2 separate regions of the Pan troglodytes genome follow, and region 2 is linked to region 1. A link is a contact called in public capture Hi-C data. All regions are on one chromosome and are shown on one strand. The core of a region is the stretch at or near the end of the contact, and the rest is flanking DNA. Distances in the headings are between cores, read along the strand shown. Region 1 overlaps TRERF1 (transcriptional regulating factor 1). Region 2 has its middle 17 kb from the start of UBR2.

Evidence for each region. Capture Hi-C pulls out chosen DNA fragments and counts their contacts.
Region 2: a capture Hi-C map of stem cell-derived neural stem cells shows a contact between it and region 1, with 7 times the contacts expected there. The contact joins two enhancer-like sites. A contact is called at or near these places in 2 of 7 Hi-C or Micro-C datasets (blood and stem cell-derived neural progenitor cells), 1 of 1 datasets of contacts at active chromatin or transcription factors (stem cell-derived excitatory neurons) and 1 of 1 other capture datasets (stem cell-derived neural stem cells).

Annotation. Positions count from the first base shown.
Region 1 is chr5:48,146,541-48,152,097 of NHGRI_mPanTro3-v2.0_pri, reverse strand. It overlaps TRERF1 (transcriptional regulating factor 1), which reads left to right. Exons shown (of 18, transcript XM_063813036.1): 8 at 2-250; 9 at 3,724-4,108; 10 at 5,248-5,314. Among named protein-coding and RNA genes, the nearest start is that of MRPS10, 43 kb to the right of the region's middle. Within about 2 kb of position 2,352, at least 5 of the 24 cell types and tissues checked have an H3K27ac peak or open chromatin away from gene starts, as enhancers often do. A contact at or near this core is called in stem cell-derived neural stem cells, where this site is marked.
Region 2 is chr5:48,431,714-48,437,270 of NHGRI_mPanTro3-v2.0_pri, reverse strand. No RefSeq gene overlaps it. Among named protein-coding and RNA genes, the nearest start is that of UBR2, 17 kb to the left of the region's middle. Within about 2 kb of position 2,495, at least 13 of the 24 cell types and tissues checked have an H3K27ac peak or open chromatin away from gene starts, as enhancers often do. A contact at or near this core is called in stem cell-derived neural stem cells, where this site is marked.

The DNA.
Region 1 (5,557 bases), core at 1,103-3,602:
GGAGGAAGGAGAGAAGGTCCTGCCGCCTCAGCCCCAGCCACCACTGCCGCCTCCGCCTCCGCCTCCGCCGCCACCACAGCTCCCTCCCGAGGCAGAAAGCCTCACGCCTATGGTCATGCCCGTGTCTGTCCCTGTCAAGCTTCTCCCGCCCAAGCCCAGCTCTCAGGGGTTCACCAACAGCACCGTTGCCGCCCCCTCCGCCAGAGACAAGCCAGCCAGCTCGATGTCGGACGACGAGATGCCTGTGCTCGTGAGGATGACCCTCTCTCCCCCACACTCACCCCAAGGGGCTGCCCCCCGCACGCCTGCTGTGAGTTGCTGCTCTGCCCCACCTGCCTGGGTGGGGACATCCCTTTGCTTTCTTGGAGATGGGGCGGCCCTTCCAGAGTCACTGACCTGAGCTTGGATACGGCTTGGTCTCTCAGGGCTGAACCCGTGGCCACATTGGGAACCCTACCCTTGTTCACACTGCCTGCTCCCCATTAAATGCCAAACTAATGGCCTAGGTTAGATTCTGAGAGACCCGAAAGTGTTCCCAGGTTTAAACAGAGATGATCATTCAGCTGGGAATCACTGAGACAATCGTAGCCATTATTGAAATATGGAAGTACCATATCCCAGAAAGTAAGCAGCTGTTGCCCCAGGCCCTGGCCCCTTCCCCAGGATCTCCAGACCTCCCAAATCCACAACCAAAGAGGTAACCACTGGCGCAGCAGGCTTCCAGGCAATAGCCCTGGCATCCATTCTGACAAGCAGCCTTACCAGTTGCTTAATATTTTTGTCTGCTTAAATACCCTGGAGAACCTAATTCGTTAAAGTTCCCAAAGTAGTTCCACTGAGAGCCACCCACCCCTAATCTCAGGAAAGCAAAGAGATTTGTTTTTCTCACTCACTGTTCTCCTTTCTCCAATTTTAAGTGCTTCACTCAAACAGCTTAATTTGCCTCTGGGAAGGGTTTCCCTCTCTCTGTCTCTCTCTCTCTCTCTCTCTCTGTGTCTGTCTCTCGGCCCCTAGGGAATTTGTGACCTGTGTGGTTGGCAATATCAGACCTACCCCCTCCCCACAAAGTGGCATGTTGGGTCATATTTGTCCTTAGGAATAGGTAGCTGCTGAGAATCCAGGAGGCATAAGGGTAGGCTGGGCCAGGATAGAGGGAGAGAAGATAATGAATACAACTAGAAAAGTACAGAAAAAAACCTTTATGGTTATCTGTGTAATATCAAGTCCTCAAAAGAAGAGAAACTGATGGAGAACTTGGAGGAAGATTCTCATAAGCCGTCAGGACTTGGGGGTCAGCAACAGGCAGAGAGATGAAATGACACATCCAAGCTCCCTCTTTGCCCAGGGAAGTTCGTGCTTTGGCAGGAGAAACAGTGTTTCCTTGGGGAAATAGTTCCCTTGGGGAACTCTCAATTAAGAGTTCATAGTCACATGGGGGTCAGAGTCCCAGGCACACACCCCCACCCCTTCAAGATGGTAAGAGAAAGACAGGGGCAGACAAGAAATTGATGCTTTAAGTGTGACTGGATGAGAATACACCTGGGTAGCCAAAGTCATTATGGACTGGGGAGGGGCAAGGGAGTTTGCTCAGGAGATCACCATTAGAGTTCTGAGCAGGATTTTGAAGGAAGGGATGAACTTGGCTTAATGGAAGGGTGAGAGAGACCTCGTTGGTGGGGGCGGTAGGCTGAAGTGGAAGCATGTAGGTGGGACTGAATACATGGGAACAAGGCCCTGGCACTTAATGTAAAGAAATTAAAACATCCAGGAAGGAGCCCCGAGTGCCCATCTCAGTTTGGCTCCTAGCCAGCTGGGATGAAGACAGCTGAGACCTGCCCCCCACTCACAGCCTCAGTTTCCTCCCCTGACCTTGATAGGGTTGGACTCATCAGTGGTTCTCATCCTTCTCTGTGGGCAGCTTTTTAAAGTTTTCAGTGCTTGGCCTCACCCCCAAAGTGTCCAAATAGCTTGGTGGGGTGGAACACTGTAAGTGCTTCCTCTCAAGTGACAACCATATATGACATCCTGGGTGGCTTCTCTTGCCCAGTGGCTCAGAGCCTTGCCTGGAGGATCGGAAAATCCAGGTTTAGAGCTGGAGTAACAGGACAAGAAGCTGGAGGAGAGGGAGCCCAAAAGGGACCTCTGGCCCTGTGATCAGAGGTCTGGATTGCAGTGCCGCGTTGAGATCATATAAGGTCTGCATGTTCTTGGATGATCTTATCTGTTACCCGGGAACAGAGTGTATCTTCAGGGCTGCTCCCCTTGTGGGGGGCACAGGCCTCCTTCCCCCATTCTCCTCTGCCCCTCTCTGGCCTCAGCCTCAGGCGCTGAGGAGCCCTCTGGTGGAGAAAAGAGGCGGTTGAGCGCGCTGGCCTAAGGAGGGTCCCCTGGGGGTGAGGCGCGGGGGTAGGGGAGGGGTGGGGGCGGGGGTAGTTAGGAACCTCACTCTGGAGCCGGGAGCCTGGGACCCTCTGCCCCCTCCTCCTTTCCCCACTCTCTGCCTCCCTAGACTCCTCTCCTAGAGGCCAGGATGGCACCACGGAAGGCAGAGAAGCTGAGGGAGAAACAGAAGGGGGCAGAGCCTGAAGCTCTGGAGGGAGAGGAGCCCAGAGCAGAGGAGCCCATGGGGCAGGTCACATGGCCTGGAGGCAGATGGTCACATGACTGTAGCCAGCCCTTCCCATCACCCCCTGCTGCTTCCTACCCAGGCGCCACCCTGGGCTCAGGAGTCTCCAGGACCTGCAGCTGTGACTGGCCCCTGGCCTGCAGGGCCTGAGAGGGCACCCCAGACTGCCCAGAACCTTCCCTCAGGTATCCCCGTGGCCCCTCCCAACCACACTGCCTCTGCAGCCACACCCAGCTCTCGACTTTTCTGGGCTGATGCTACCACACAACCCGAGTCTGTTTCTGTTTGGCTTTGGCATGCCCTGCTCATCTGTTTACGTGCCTATGTTTACTTATTAGTATATATGTATCCATGTGGCAGATCCTCCTTCCAGACTATGCTTGGTTCCGCTGCCATTAAAATAAACTAACTCTCCTGACAGGAAGCCAACCTCAGAGAAGGGTTTGCTACAAATAAGCTACGAGTTCTGGGAGCAATAGTGAGGGGTGGTGACGGGGGAGGTTAACCAGATCCGTTTTTAGGTGAGCACATGGAAGGGCCCTTAGAGGTCATCGAAGGCTCTCTCCCCTGCTGAAAGTGACCCAGGAGAGCCCGGTGTGGGTCGCTGGCCTTAGGAACCTTGGCTAGGCTTGAACCCCCACTTCCTGCCTCACAGGTCTCGGTCCCATGCTTCCCTGAAGAGATTATTCTGTCCCCTTCTCAGAACATGTGGTATCTGTTCCTGATGTCCGTCCCTGGGGAGCAGTGGGGGAATTAAAGAGCCCACTCAGCTGGATTCCACTCAAACAGATGGGAATGTAGTGATAAGCAATAAAGAATTTGAATTTATTACTTCTTGCCCACCCACTATTCCTACCACCCCCAGCTCTTTCAGAAATTAGGGATTTCTTCCAAAACCTTAGTTTTCTCCCTAGTCTAGCAACCAGAACTCGCTTTGCCTAAAATGGATGTGGTCAGAATGTGGGGGCGTTGGGGGTGGGGGGGTCAAGCAGAAGGGCTCTCTGCTTAGACAGTAGAAGGCCCCCTTCCCTGAACCTGTGGAAATGGCCTGCGGGGGAAGCTGAAGTATTCGAATCAGATCGTTGTTCCGGTTTTAGGAAATCCCCAGGAAGCATCAGCCGAGTGTGCCCAAAGCCGAGGAGCCCCTCAAGACCGTGCAGGAGAAGAAAAAGTTCCGGCACCGGCCGGAACCTCTCTTCATCCCGCCGCCGCCCTCCTACAACCCGAACCCCGCCGCCTCCTACTCGGGCGCCACCCTGTACCAGAGCCAGCTGCGCTCCCCGCGCGTCCTCGGGGACCACCTGCTCCTGGACCCCACCCACGAGCTGCCCCCTTACACGCCCCCACCCATGCTGAGCCCGGTGCGCCAGGGCTCGGGGCTCTTCAGCAATGTCCTCATCTCCGGCCACGGCCCTGGCGCCCACCCGCAGCTGCCCCTGACGCCCCTGACGCCCACACCACGGGTGCTGCTGTGTCGCTCCAGTGAGTCACCCCTTTAGCGTCCTCCTGGGCTCTGGGTGCTGGGTAAAGTCCTGGGACATCTCGTTTTCTTTAGCTTTCTCATTTATCCCACAGACTTTTGCGGAGTATTGGCTGTATGTAGCACACGCTGCTGGGTGTTAAGAAAGACTTGGAATACATAGCCCTTATCCTCAAGGGAATCGCAGTCTAATTGGGAGACAGATGCATAAAGTGATCACTACAGTCTCTGGGATAAGGAAACAGTTGAAATGTTCACCCACTTTTTAAGACTGCCAGCAATGATCGTGCAAGAGAGAAAAAATGAGACCGGGCGCGGTGGCTCACACCTGTAATCCCAGCGTTTTCGGAGGTCGAGGCGGGTGGATCACTTGAGGCCGGGAGTTGGACACCAGCCTGGCCAACATGGTGAAACCCCGTCTCTACTAAAAATACAAAAATTAGCCGGGCATGGTGGCACGCACCTGTAATCCCAGCTACTCGGGAAGCTGAGGCAGGAGAATCGCTTAAACCTGGGAGGCAGAGGTTGCAGTGAGCCAAGATCGTGCCACTGCACTCTAGCCTGGGGGATGAGAGCGAAACTCGGTCTCAAAAAAAAAAAAATAGCGGGATGTGGTAGCAGGCACCTGTAGTTCCAGCTACTCAGGAGACTGAGGCAGGAGAATCTCTTGAACCCGGGAAGCGGAGGCTGCAGTGAGCCGACATCGCGCCACGGCACTCCCGCCTGGGCGAAGGAGCGAGACTCCGTCTCAAAAAAAAGAAAATGTACTCAGTAGATGTACAAATAAGATTAGGTATTACATGCAAGATCAAGCCTTGACATGTTAGCATGCTTTATAAAAATCAAGCATAGAGAGGCTAGGATCTCTTTCTGGAGCAAGAATAATTGCATAGAAATCATACCGCTTAGCAGACCATTGTGGGACAGCTGGCTTCTCCTCACCCTGTGTGAGAAATGGGTAACCCTAAGTTATTTTGCACCATACTCCACCCAGCTCCCTGGAAACTGTCAAGGATAACTCTGGCAGGAGCTGGGTAGGAGAGGAGCTCTATTATGGCTGGTTAGGTAACTGCTCATTTGCTTTAGTCTTTTTCAACATTCCTTCCCTGTTGACTAGTGACCTCTGATTTTTGTGTTTTAGACAGCATCGATGGCAGCAACGTGACGGTCACCCCAGGGCCTGGAGAGCAGACTGTAGATGTTGAACCGTAAGGAAAAGTCAATTACTCTTTAGAACAGAAGCCTCAGCTTCTTGAGAAGTATAGTTAATACTTTTGTAGTCAGAGGATTACACTGAGAGAGCAGTTGTAGAAATTGTAGGATCGTGGTTATTTCTTGAGTACTGTTGTTTCCCTGCACAATGGTTGCCAGTATTTCAAGGCCTTTGCCAAAGACTAAATACATGGTCAAAGCATGAAGCCCTGTATTCAGAGAGCCTAGCGTCCCTGCGT
Region 2 (5,557 bases), core at 1,246-3,745, 290 kb before region 1:
TCACCGTGTTAGCCAGGTTTGTCTCGATCTCCTGACCTTGTGATCCACCCGCCTCAGCCTCCCAAAGTGCTGGGATTACAGACGTGAGCCACTGCACCTGGCCCAGTCATTTAGGATTTTTACTCACCAATTTTTATTGGCATTTGTTTCCATCAATTGCTTTTGCCAATGGCTAATAGTTGTACTCTTCCATAGTTGAGTTTACACACCTATATGGTCTGCAAATAACTGAGTGTTAATTAGCATTAATTGAGTGTGGCTATTCTCTACACACATTCCAGTCTGCTCCTTTTGGGTTCAGTCTGTCCACAAGTGCTACATGAGGAGTCTCTTAGAGTTGTAGCTTGTGCTGCTCCCTATTGGAGGGAATAACCCCATGCTTATTGAGGGCTGATCCTTGACTAGGAGGCGCCATTACAAAAAGAAACAGGATCAGGCTGGGCACAATGGCTCATGCCTGTAATCCTAGCACTTTGGGAAGCTGAGGCAGGTGGATCACTTGAGGTCAGGAGTTCAAGACCAGCCTGGCCAACATGGTGAAACCACGTCTCTATGGAAAATACACACACGCACAAAAATTAGATGTGTGGGGTGGTGCGTACCTGTAATCCCAGCTACTCGGGAGGCTGAGGCAGGAGAATAGCTTGAGCCCAGGAGATGGAGATTGCAGTGAGCTGAGATCATGCCACTGCACTCCAGCCTGGGTGACAGAGCAAGACTTCGTCTCAAAACAAACAAACAAACAAACAAAAAACTGCTCTGATCTGGAAAAAATAAATTCAATCAAAGATCTCTTAACTGATGTAGTAAATTTGTGTTTATGGTCATATTCAGTACTTCCCCGGCCTCCCTCCTCTTCCCCTTTATGATTTGATTCCCGGATAGTTTGTTCATAATTTATCTACCATTTAGTTAAAAAGAGTTTTCATTTTTACTTTCATCTTTCTGGTGAATTGTGAAATTATAAGTTCCTGTCCCAGTTTACTTAGTGAATTTTCATCAGATTGGTCACCATCATCATGTAGAACCTAAAAGGTAGAGGGAAATTTCATTTTAGACTCATATGTTTACTTGTTAGTTTAGACTCATTTGTTTACTTGTTAGTTTTCCCTTGTTTTCCCACTCTTTGTCCCAATCTTTCACTTGTATTTATCAAAGCAAAGTTCAAAATTCCTTATTTGTATTTATCAGATCCCTTCATAGGTAGCATCACCAGATGTACTTGGGGTTTTGGCAATTTATTGATGGGACTCTTACCTGTCCCCATTATTGTTACTCACTCTTTGGTCTGTCACCATGGAGTTATATGTTGGAAGCAATTAGGAGAGTAAATGGCTTGTGATAGAACAGTAGGCTTCCTCATGCATGTTCCTGAGTCAGTGAAAATCCTCAGCTATAAAGTGAGGAGTCAATGCCTCCACCCTCCTTTACTTGCTGCTTAGGAGATGGGCAAGTAGGAAGGGCCATTTTATATTCAGATTATAAACCCATTCTTGACAAATCAGATGCTAAGAAATCAGGAATGCTGTTTTTCTGTACATCTCCTTAGTGGTGGCTTTTACCGAATTCAGCATTAATTGTGACAACATAGTTTTGGCTCTGATGAGAGGGCAGCAGTGAAATATAACCTACCTTTAGGCCGGTGCCTCCAGGCACAGAAAAGGCTAGGGAAAGGATAATCTCACAGGGCTGCTGTGAGTAGCACGTGCGTGGACTGCTAAATACCTTGGGTCCTCCCCCAGGCCAAGGCAGCATCCACTCCTCCACGGTCTCTCTGTTCATGTGACCACTTGTCTGCCTCTCTCATCTTATCAGAACATCTACAGCTTTGTTCCATGGGATTCTTCACTAGGGATCTGATGGCATCCACGTGAGGAACCAGGAGCTTAATTTTGTCCGCCAGTCAGTGGAATCCACAGCCGGCAGCCAAGCCAGTGGCCTAAACATAAATCACTGCCTGGGAATTTGAATACAGGAAAGTCTTGTTTGCTCTCTAGAGCCCAGCTTCAAGTCATCGGTACTGCCTTTGGTTCTGCCCACTGGGAAGAAGCCCCTCATTCTCCTCTCCAAGTATCCCCCCCAGGCAGGGTGTAAGGGGACCGCCACCGCTGGAGGTTTTAGAAGTGAGGGAGGCAAAGCCACCCACAAAACCGGCGGCAGCTCAAGAGTCCACCGTGCTTCTCCGGCACCGATGCCGGGAGCCTGCAGGGGGCGCCCTTGCCCAGGCTGGCCTCCGCAGTGCCGGAGGAGGGACCAACCTCCGTGGGGCTGAGCTTTTCGATCTCTGGAGTTCCTCTTCAGCAGTGGAGCTAGCTTTTGTTTGAACGTGACCGATTCCCGTTATACAGCTTGGGATCCCGAAGTACTTGATGTCCCTTGTCTTAGCTTCCATAAGCAGCTGGTAACTGACATTCAAAGGGAGCATCCTCAGGACTAGAAGCCACAGGCTAAGTCCTTCCCCTCCCTCAGGAATTCCCAGAAGGCTCCAGTCATCAGCAGTTAAGGAGACACACTTCATATTCTGATTGGTGATATGGACCCAGAGGAAGGGCAGCAGGCACTGTGGTCTGCAAGGCTTCGGAGGCAGTGGCTGGTTCGGACCGCATGCAAATTCTGATGCCCTTCTAATAATCTAATACCCAGATGTGGATCCAAGATGCCCATTAATATCTATGCCTGCTTTTTAGTGGTAGGGGGCTTGAAAAACAAAAGCCTCTATCTGGTCCAGGGTGAATTCCTCTAGCGGGCAGAGGCAGAGCCAAACTGCATCTTGGAGGGCGCCTGAATTTTCTCATGATTGATGGCACATCCCTTTCAGTCAAAAAAATCAAGGGAAGACAGAGCTTCAAGCACAGTTGTTTCTGAATTACCCCTAATTAATTTGTCATCGTTGTACAGAATAACTTCAGTATCTGAATTAGGCCACCTATTAAAATCCTGCTTTATCAGATTATGGCACATTGCCGGAGAATGGATATTTCACTTTGAAGGGAATTGCTGGCCTCGCCAAATGAAGGCTAGCTAAAAGTAGGGTTGTCAGATTTAGAAAATACGAATAGAGGGCACCCAGTGAAATTTGGGTTTAAGAGACATAACAAATAATTTTTTATTTAAGTGTGTTCCAAGTATTGCATGGGATGTACTTATACTAAAAATCAATTTGTTCTTTTTCTGAAATTCAAATTTAAGTGGGCATCCTGTATTTTATCTGGCAACCCTAACTGTAAAAAGAGAATTCAAACAATTTAAAAGACCTTAGACCTTCGGTACCATTGTAGAGAGATAATCGCCATTAAGAGTTTTGGGTGTGTCTTTCCTTTTTTTGTTTTGTTTTTGAGATGGAGTTTCACTCTTGTTGCCCATGCTGAAGTGCAATGGCGCGATCTCGGCTCACTGCAACCTCTGCCTCCTGGGTTCAAGCGATTCTCCTACCTCAGCCTCCCGAGTAGCTGGGATTACAGGCATGCGCAACCATACCCAGCTAATTTTATATTTTTAGTAGAGACAGGGTTTCACCATGTTGGCCAGGCTGGTCTCGAACTCCTGACCTCAGGTGATCCACCTGCCTCGGCCTCCCAAAGTTCTGGGATTACAGGCGTGAGCCACTATGCCCGGCTTGGGTATGTCTTTCCATAAACTATTCATGAATATCCACAAATATTTATGTATGTTCAAATCCTGGTTCCTCCAATTGCTAGCTGAGTGACCTTGGAAGAGTTAACTAAACTCTCTGGATCTTAGTTTCTTTATCTGTAAAATGGGCATAATAATAGTATCTGTCTCATAGAGTGTTAATGGGGGTTAAATGAGTCTGGCATTTAGAAGGCACTGAATGATTGTCTGTTATCAATAATTATTATCAATAATGATAACTAGGCCGAGCGCGGTGGCTCAAGCCTGTAATCCCAGCACTTTGGGAGGCCAAGGCAGACGGATCACTTGAGGTCAGGAGTTCAAGACTAGCTTGGCCAACATGGCAAGATCCCGTCTTGGAAGCTGCAGCATGAGAACCTCTTGAACCCAAGAAGCGGAGGTTGCAGTGAGCCAAGATCACACCACTACACTCCAGCCTGGGTAACAGAGTGAGACTCTGCCTCAAAACAACAACAAAACACAAACACACACACACACACAACATACACACAAATAATATCACTAATATATATCATGTCTTAAAAATTTGCAAATAGAGGCCTACTCTATGAATTGTTCTATACCTTACTTTTATCTTGTTTATTCTTTTTCACAGATACATATGATTTTTTAAAAAAAATTTAGTTCCTATTGATGATCATTTAGGTTATTTTCAACACTTTTTTTGCATGTACTGCTGTGTAAGTACCACGTGCACTAACCGATTGCACCACTGGAGCTCCAATTTTCAGCACATTTCTATCTGAATATTGCTGCAGTAAACACGCTTGTGGTGAAATGATTGTATGAAAGTGCTTCCTCTGTGTAGTCTGGACAATGAGCCAGCCAGGACTCAGAGCTCCCCCTCCCTCACTTTTTTCTAGTACCCAGGGCTGCAGTTTATCACTGTCAGCAGAGCCAGCACCTCCCTTACCCAGGTGCTGTCAGCTGGCATCTCCAGACAACAAGGCAAACAATGGCAAAGGGCTGAGACTAGGATGTTTAGATGCAAAATTTTAGAGGACACCAAAATCTCAGTAATTAAGATAAGTAATATTTTAACGTGCTATTTAAAAAAATTGATATAAATACAAAATTAATGATGGACAAATAGCAAGCTTTTAAATAAAGACAGGATTAACAACTGTGCCATACAGAGTCCTGTTGGATTTTACATTAATTTGTATTTTAAAAAAATACTTCATTGAGTTGGGCATGGTGGCTCACACCTGTAATCCCAGCATTTTGGGAGGCTGAGGTAGGAGGATCGCTCGAGGCCAGGAGTTTGAGACAAGCCTGGGCAACAAAGCAAGACACAGTTTCTACAAAAAATTAAAAATTAGCCAGGTGTAATGGCATGCATCTCTAGTCCCAGCTACTTGAGAGGCTAAGGCAGAAGGATCCCTTGAGTCCAAGAGTTTGAGGTTACAGTGAGCTGATTGTGCCACTGCACTCCAACCTGGGTGACAGAGCAAGACCTTGTCTCAAAAACAAACACTCCCCCCCGCAAATCTTATTTCATTGAAATATAATATCTTGGTTACTGAGATTTTTAGTGCCACTTTAAATTTTGCACCAGGGGCAAGTGCCTCATTTGCCTCTTTATAAGTCCTGGCTCTGGCTGGTACCGTATCTGGATGGCAGGCACAATGTCCAAGTTTGAGCACCATTGATAAAGTGGTTCTAGCTGGGCATGGTGGCTCATGCCTATAATCCCAGCACTTTGGGAGGGCGAGGCAGGCAGATTGCCTGAGGCGAGGAGTTCCAGACCAGCCTGGCCAACATGGTAAAACCCCATCCTACTAAAAATACAAAAATTAGCCCATTGTGGTGGCTCACACCTGTAATCCCAGCTACTCGGGAGGCTGAGGCACGAGAATTGGTTGAACCCAGGAGGCAGAGGTTGCAGTGAGCCAAGATCACA